2 separate regions of the Rattus norvegicus genome follow, and region 1 is linked to region 2. A link is a contact called in public Hi-C data. All regions are on one chromosome and are shown on one strand. The core of a region is the stretch at or near the end of the contact, and the rest is flanking DNA. Distances in the headings are between cores, read along the strand shown.

What was found. Hi-C and Micro-C count contacts between places; a contact is called where the count stands out from the background.
Region 1: a contact with region 2 is called in a Hi-C map of Schwann cells, with 7 times the contacts expected there. The contact joins the enhancer-like site here to the promoter of Mical2 in region 2. A contact is called at or near these places in 3 of 12 Hi-C or Micro-C datasets (Schwann cells, prefrontal cortex and psoas muscle).

The regions. Positions count from the first base shown.
Region 1 is chr1:175,880,429-175,884,156 of GRCr8, forward strand. Mical2 (microtubule associated monooxygenase, calponin and LIM domain containing 2) reads left to right here. Exons shown (of 31, transcript NM_001395865.1): 16 at 2,874-2,942. Among named protein-coding and RNA genes, the nearest start is that of Parva, 99 kb to the right of the region's middle. Within about 2 kb of position 1,268, at least 36 of the 93 cell types and tissues checked have an H3K27ac peak or open chromatin away from gene starts, as enhancers often do. A contact at or near this core is called in Schwann cells, where this site is marked.
Region 2 is chr1:175,778,391-175,781,960 of GRCr8, forward strand. Mical2 (microtubule associated monooxygenase, calponin and LIM domain containing 2) reads left to right here and starts at 2,056. Exons shown (of 31, transcript NM_001395865.1): 1 at 2,056-2,214.

The sequences.
Region 1 (3,728 bases), core at 18-2,517, 100 kb after region 2:
CAGTGTAAGACTCTTTCTTATAGGTGAGGAAACAAAGGCCAAATTAGGTAGGTGACTTTCTGATGGCCTCTAGACATGGAGCAGCACCTGTGAGTCCATGATTCCTTGAAGAATATGCTTTCTTACTAGTGTCACTGGTCCTCATTTTAAATATCATAGCTGACACTCAACTCAGCGAGGCCATTACCTACAATGACCAATCCTCCTTTCTGTGAGCCAGGGTTAGGCTAGACCAGCTAACTAAATATAAAGGTTGTTTGAGTTGAGTCAAACAACTCAGGATGTGTGGGGACATGGCTGTCCTCTGCTAGTCACATTAATAACCTGACTAACAGATACATGCCACAGGTTATTTTTTAAAGAGGGAAGTCATTTGGTTTAATAAATGGCTTTTGGCACATCAGCTTTTTCAAACCCTTGAAAAATTATGATAAGAAAGGGTTCCTAGGGTGAAAGAGCTGGAAAATTAATAGGAAGAGAAAGTAAGTCATTTGTTTATTCTCATGTTCTCTCCGCCTGGCCATGAGAAATATTTGCCTTTTCCTTATGCTTCTGGTTCTTTGTCAAGCATAATAAAGTCCATAGTGATTAGAGGCTTTTGGTAAAAGGTAATTTTATTTGTTCTTTGGTAATTTCATATATGTATGTAATTTATTTTTATCGCATCCACCCCCATTCCCACAGAAGCCCCTCCTCTTCCCAACCAGTCCCCTCCGACTGTCATGTGTGTGTCTGTGTTCACATTTGTGTTCATGTTCATATCCCACTGAGTTTAATCAGGCTCGTTTGCAGGAGCATGGGTGGGGGTTATTTAGTGGAGCATGGCAACATACCAGTTGCTACAGCACTGAAGAAAAGGGCTCTGGGTTAGAGGCCTTGGCTTCTGGTGAGAAACATAAATAGATCTCTACATTTTAATTTTTCTTTTGTCTCTGCCTACATCTCAGTAGCATTTTTCCAACGGAGAAAGTAAGCATTGTTTGGACGTACACACTGCTAACCTTCCCTTGCAGGCAGCATTTTATTTCCCAGAGTCCTCGTGACGGCATCGAAGAAGCAGAGGTTGCCCCCTTGTACTCCATTTATTCTCCCAGAAGATCTGGGATCTTTTTAGGAGCTGCTGACTGGGCCCGCCACCGTGGAGTGCATTGTGTGAGCCCATAGGTCACATGTCTGGATGGGGTCTAGCCAGGCTCCCGTTGTGTGAATAGACCCACCCTAGGCTGAGAAGTATAAAAGAGAGAGTCGCATGCATTGCTCTTTGTGAGAAAAGCCAAGTCCTCATTGAAAGTGGAAACAAAAATACAAAGAGAACTCTAAGATTATGCACCGAGCATTCTTGTTGATGGGACATTCTGTACTTTCACAGCTCCAGTCTCTGGGCCTAAGTGGCATTCACAGTCGGTGGAGCCGGGAGCCCAAACAGCCTGAGTCTCTAAAACCCAATATTGTTGAAAATAAGGTCATCTGTTTCTCTTGGTGTTTGCCCAAGCATTTAGACTGAGATTATTTCCATTCACAAAATAGTGATTTATGAGAAGCTGAAGGAAATGTTGAAGGGAGGCGGGGCCCTCTGATCTGTTGTTTGATGGTGCCCTGGTCAAATTTTTAAACAAATTTCCATGACTAAACTATGGTTGTTTTTTTAATGGAGTTGGTGAACATGGCAGTTGTGTGCGTGCACATGCGTGTGTGTGTGTGTGTGTGTGTGTGTGTGTGTGTGTGTGTGTGTCTGCATGTGTGTGCGAGTTCGTGTCCGTGTGAGGGTGTTTACTACACTTGAGTGATGCCTAGTAGACTCAGTGCTGAGACTGCTATTTCAGAATAGCCAAGCCTAAAACAACCCTTCTGGGGCCGAGCCACGCCAAGGCCTGGATGGGTATTATGCCTAGGTGTACGGCGAACCTAGAGCACTTCTTCCTACACGGATGGTGTTTGAAAGGCTGGGATGTGGCTATGCCATGGAGGAAGTCAGAGTGTAGGAGAATCCATGTAGACTGATACATGCTCTGTGGGTCCGACTCCAGACTCCCCGGGAGAAAGTCCAAGCCACTGGAAGCTGACAGTTAAGATATTTATCCTTAGGAAGTAGACCTAATCCGGGATCAAAGATTCATGTTAAGAAGTTACTATGTTCAGCCTCCACCCCTATCCAAGGCCACAGTGACAGCTCAGTCCTTACAGCTCTCCTCATGCGTCTAGGCCAGTTTCCTAGGCCTTGGTTGATTGTTCAGAGCAGGGAGTGAGCTATGAGATGTTATCTGGCCAGCTGGGTAATATCTGTGAAAGGGAGTGTGTCAATGAAGTGTTACAGTGTGCGGGGGAGTCAGCAAATCTGAATTGGCCTTGGCAAACTGGACATTTGATCTCTAGTCCTCAGGTCGGATCTAATGTTTATTTGAAATGAATTAAATCATATAATGGTACCTGGATTGCAGGTTTAATTTGACACCAAAGCCCTGGAACTCCTAAGAATGTTCCTTGCAGGTAAACCTGTCCAGTGTCTTCATGGGAGGCCCAGGTAGCATAGGAAGTCTGGTGGTTTCCACAAGACAGTTCACACAAAAGCTATCACCCAGCCAGGCCTGGCTCTGACCTTAGGCACATGATTAACCCCCCTCTGAGCCAAAAGCCACTGGGATAGAGAAGAGGCCTACCCTGCCTGTGTCACAGGGATTCTGGAGATGGAGTAGAAACACTCTCCACTGTGCCTGACTGTAACCCCATGCCAGCACTTGTTGATATGGGGCCATCTTTCTCCATGTCTACCGTTAGGCTGACAGCTGTTTCCAAACAAGCATGCATCCTTCTGTGCTTCCAGTTCAAACACTGTCCACGGCCCGGAGCTCACCATGTTTTCTTGGCCATTGCAGGTAGACGCCCAGACTGAAGAGAATGACGTGAACAAGAGGAGGCGGCAAGGCTTCAACAACCTGGAAGAGGTCTGTGTGCTCGGGCTCAGCTCATTCAAAGGTCCATGTCCTGAGGACCAGTGGCTTGGGTGTGCTTGGCTATGTCACTAGCCCGAGTCCTGTTTAGTTTTTTTCTCTTGTGAGCCACCGGGATCCAGGCTCAGTTTGATAGAAAAGCAAAGTCGGTGTTCTGATCCCCACTTTGCTTCTTCCTAGCTGACAATGAAGCCTCCCTGGGATGAGGGGTATGTCTGTCAAATGTGCTGATACAGCCAAACTGCTTGATACTTTGCAGGGCTTGTAAGTTTATAAGATGATCTATATACTATAGCTAATTAATATTGAATTTTTAATTACACTAAGTAGGAAAGAGATACCAGCAGGCCCTCTGCATTTTTTACTGCCTTTTGGACTTGGAGTCTTAAGACAAATGTTGTGTGCTCTCGAGCGCCACCATCTGGCGAAAGGAGAAAATTGTAGGAGACTGTGTGTCAAAGTCTAGAACTTGTCTCTGAAAAATGTTAGCCTAAAGTGGGCGCAAAGAAATAATTTACAGAGACATAAGATATGCACTTCATTAATTTGTCCCTGTGTGTGCACATTTTGGAGGCTAATCATGTACCTTGTGTGCATGCGAAGGCCAGAGATTGATGTCAAGCATCTTTTCCTGTTTGCTTTCCACCTTATTTTTCTGAGACAGGGTCTTACAATGAAGTGATGTCTTCTCCATCCAGCCCATGAGCCCCAGGGATCAGCTTGCCTCACTTCCCAGTGCCATAGCTGTGGCTGTATACCACTGCACCCAGCTTTCCGTGT
Region 2 (3,570 bases), core at 806-3,305:
CACCCACCTAGCAAGAGTTTCTTGGCAGAGCCCCCATGAGATCAAAGCTTGGTGGGCAGCAGAAGAGAGGTGCAAAGGATGCTGGGAAGTATTGGTAAATTCTTATTTTTGAGCGGTCAGAACTTCTGCCCTAGTCCAGACCTGTGGTACATGCACAGGATCGCCACATTTGGGAGGATGAGGCAAGATAATTGTTGAGTTTGGAGACCAGTCTGGAGTACACACTAAAATCTCGTCTCGAGAACCTTCTACCACTGCTAAACTCAGTTGGCCTGCAGGGCTCCTGACCCTGTCAGGCTTGCTTTGATCTGAAGGCAGAATGTTGTGCTATGTGAGACCATGAGGCTGAACAAAAAATACTGCAGGATTTGCTTCCCATGCAGTCACCCGTGTCTGATCAGTCACCTGCTACAGAGTGACAGCAGCAGGTTGAATGAATGACTCTCCTCCGTCTCTATGTCCACACTGCCTAGCCTGGGCTCAGGCAAATAGCTATGAGCCTTGTCTGCTGAAGTGAAGCTTCCTATATTACATTACTACATAAAAGGCAGGGACAGTCATTCCTCTCTCCCTGACAGCAGCCAAATGTGAGCTCTACAGTACGCTCAGATCACTTGGCAGTTCTTTGAGAGAACTTACCTGTCTAGGGTCTCCAGAAGCCCAGAAATGGCTATAGAGGCCCCACACCAGGGTTGTATATGTTGACTTGGAATCAGTTCTGGGCTTAAATACAGACGCATTAATATGCACATGGTCTTGGTAAATGACTCTTCATTACAGATCTCAGTTTCCCCTGTCTGTGAAAGGGGATGATGATATTGAAAAGATCTATCTCTAGATCTGGGTTTAAATGAGATGGTTCATGGAACATGTTCATTGGTGGTGTCATGGTTGGAGTCCCACCAGAGCCAAGTACTACCCCTGTTAGAGTCAGTGATGAGTTTTGCAGGCTGAGTAGGGTCGAGTGCTGGGGCTAAAACTCATCCGCAGAAGTGGAGTGAATTCTAAAGATGCTAAGAGACAAACTTGAAGAAACCCCAAGAGCTAAGTCGGAGCAGTAAAGAGTATAGAGAAAGAAACAAACAAAAACCAAAAACGGGCCCCAGGTTTGGGGGTGGAGGAATTGCTGCCCACACTTGCCTGGCCAAGGGGCGTGCTCTCCAAAGGGTGGTACCCCAGGGAATTCTAGCAGCCTGGAGTCACGGTACTGTTTGCCTTTGCCACCCATGCCTGCTTGCTCCCCGCCCCCCCGGGCAGCTCAGTTCCAAGAACATTTATGGACTCTGCATTGGACCAAGCTGGATGATGAGCTTTGGGCCCCAGGTGTGAGTCAGCCCACTTGAATCTTATTTTCCTGGTCTCTGCTGTCACGGTGTCCGTATGAATTTCTCAGGACTTCCAGGCCTGAACCATTCATTCATACCTTTCTCTGAAACTGTGAGAGGCACTCATGAAAGCGATCTGAAACAGAGGCTAGCCATCCGACAGCCAAAAAAAAAGAGAAAATGCGACGGATGGACCCAGATAAAGTGGTTGGTCTGCGTCACCACCCCATTTCCTCTAGCTTTAGCACAAGCAAGGTCAGTTCAAGAGAGAACCCAAGCAAGGAAGACTGCAAGCAGAAAAGCAAGAAGGGAGGGCTCAAGAAGACCAAGCAGTCCTAGAAGTCCTTCGATGCTCCTTCCAGTCCAAAAGTGGACAGTGAGGCTGGCTTTCCAGATGCTTAGGCCAAGCTTCTTGAGGCCCAGCCTTCCCTCTCCCTTGACACCAGAACACCAAGGCCCGGTGTTCGTCTCGCAGCAGCCCAGGGCTGGGTCTTCGACCTGTGGCCAGGGTGGGAGCGGCTAGGGTAGGGCTTCAGCCCACGTGCGTCCGAGGCTGCAGTGGTGACAGCCGTCCCCAGCCCGGTCTAACTGGGAGGGTGTTGGGGTGGGTTCCGCGCTGCACGACCATTGGCTGTGCGTCTTCGGCCTGGGGCGGGGCCTCGTCTTCGGACGCCCTGTCATTGGCTGAGCCTTAGGTGGGGGCGTGCCCCAATCGGGTCCTCCGCAGCTCGCAGAACCACAGGCACCCGGCCGGCTCAGCCTGCGCCGGGCCGCCTCGCTAGCTCCGGGCTCGGCAGGCGGCCCGCGGGGTTCCGAATCTCTGCGCCCTCAGACAGGGGCCAAGCAAGGCAGGCGCTGACCTGAAGCCCGGAGGCCCGCGAGACCTTCGGTAAGACCGAGTGGGAGTGGGCTCCGGGGTGCGCAGGAGCGGGTGGGGACAATACCAGTCCCTCCGGGCTGGACTCTGCTCCCTGCTGGACGCCCGGGAGGGTCAGGTGCGGCAGTTCCGTCCGGGACCTCAGACCCACCTGCGGGGCGCGCCGTGGGCTCTCCACCAATCAAAGCTGTCATTCTAACCCCAGAAAACCTAACACACAAGCGCAGAGTAGGCGCCCTTAGGCAGCAGGGTCGCCTGTCATCGTTCAGAGGAACGTCCCCAAACTTTGCTCCGTGTGATCTGGGCTCCCGTACCTTTCCCATCCTATAACAGAGAGCCTTGCTTATCTTTATTTTATTATTATATTTTTCTGCCTCCCTTCTTCTCCTCCCTCCTTGATAACAGGAAGTTGGGCCAAATGTCAGTGGCCTGGCCAGTGGCGGGCTGGAACACGGGCTGGTTGCTTGGACGGTGGTGACGCTCTGAGGGGCCCGCGCTGCTGTCCCCTCTGTCCCCTGCGATCCCTGGCAGCCTGTGCGGGTCCCCGCCCAGGAGCACCCCACCCTGGCGTCCTGCCCTGTCACTGGCTGGCTGGCTCTGGGTTGGTAGGGGGAGGGGGGTCTCCCTTGCAGCCTCTGCCTGCTGCAGCTGTCCGGAGAGGGCGGGGTTAATTTATCCCAGGCCAGCCTCAGTCTCAGCCTCACCCTCACCGGCAGAGCTGGGAAGGGCTTGTACTGGACCGGGAAGAGGCGTGTTGAAACCAGAGTTCTCTCGTGTCTCCTTCCACATTGTTTATTCTGGGCCTGGGTTTCTAAAGCGGAAAGAGCTTTCGTTTGCAAGGCCTTTCGCTGTCCACCGTGTCTTACTTAGATGGTTTAGTGGGAGGATAAAGTCAGTAGCCGTTATGGACAGACCCGGAGAGGAAAAAAGCCAGAGGCTAATTGGCCTTCCGCATTTGCCTCCCTGAGTTCTCTGGCACCTGTGTCCTCTGCGCGCCAGCAACCTCTGCGGGGGCAGTGGACCTAACAAGTGGGCCACCAGGATAGCCCCTGTTCATGTCCCAGGGATTTTAAAGGCGATCAGGGCTGCCTTCTTCGGGTACAGAGAAGAGGGCATAGGTTGGATCCCAGTGGTTACTCTCCAAAAAGCTTGAGTTGTGTCCTCTCTGTTTCAGGGACCCGGAAAGCAGTCCTGGCTCTAAGCCTGCTTCCCACCAGTTGCCCTGTGGCTGTGGGAAGGAGCTCTGTGTGCATGTGTCTTGAGGCCCTGGCTTTTGGGAGATTCTGGGGATCACAGGAGTTTGCAAAGCGCCAGGTGCTTGAACAGCACAGCAAACTGCTCCTCACTGTGGAGTCCAATGTGGAGGGG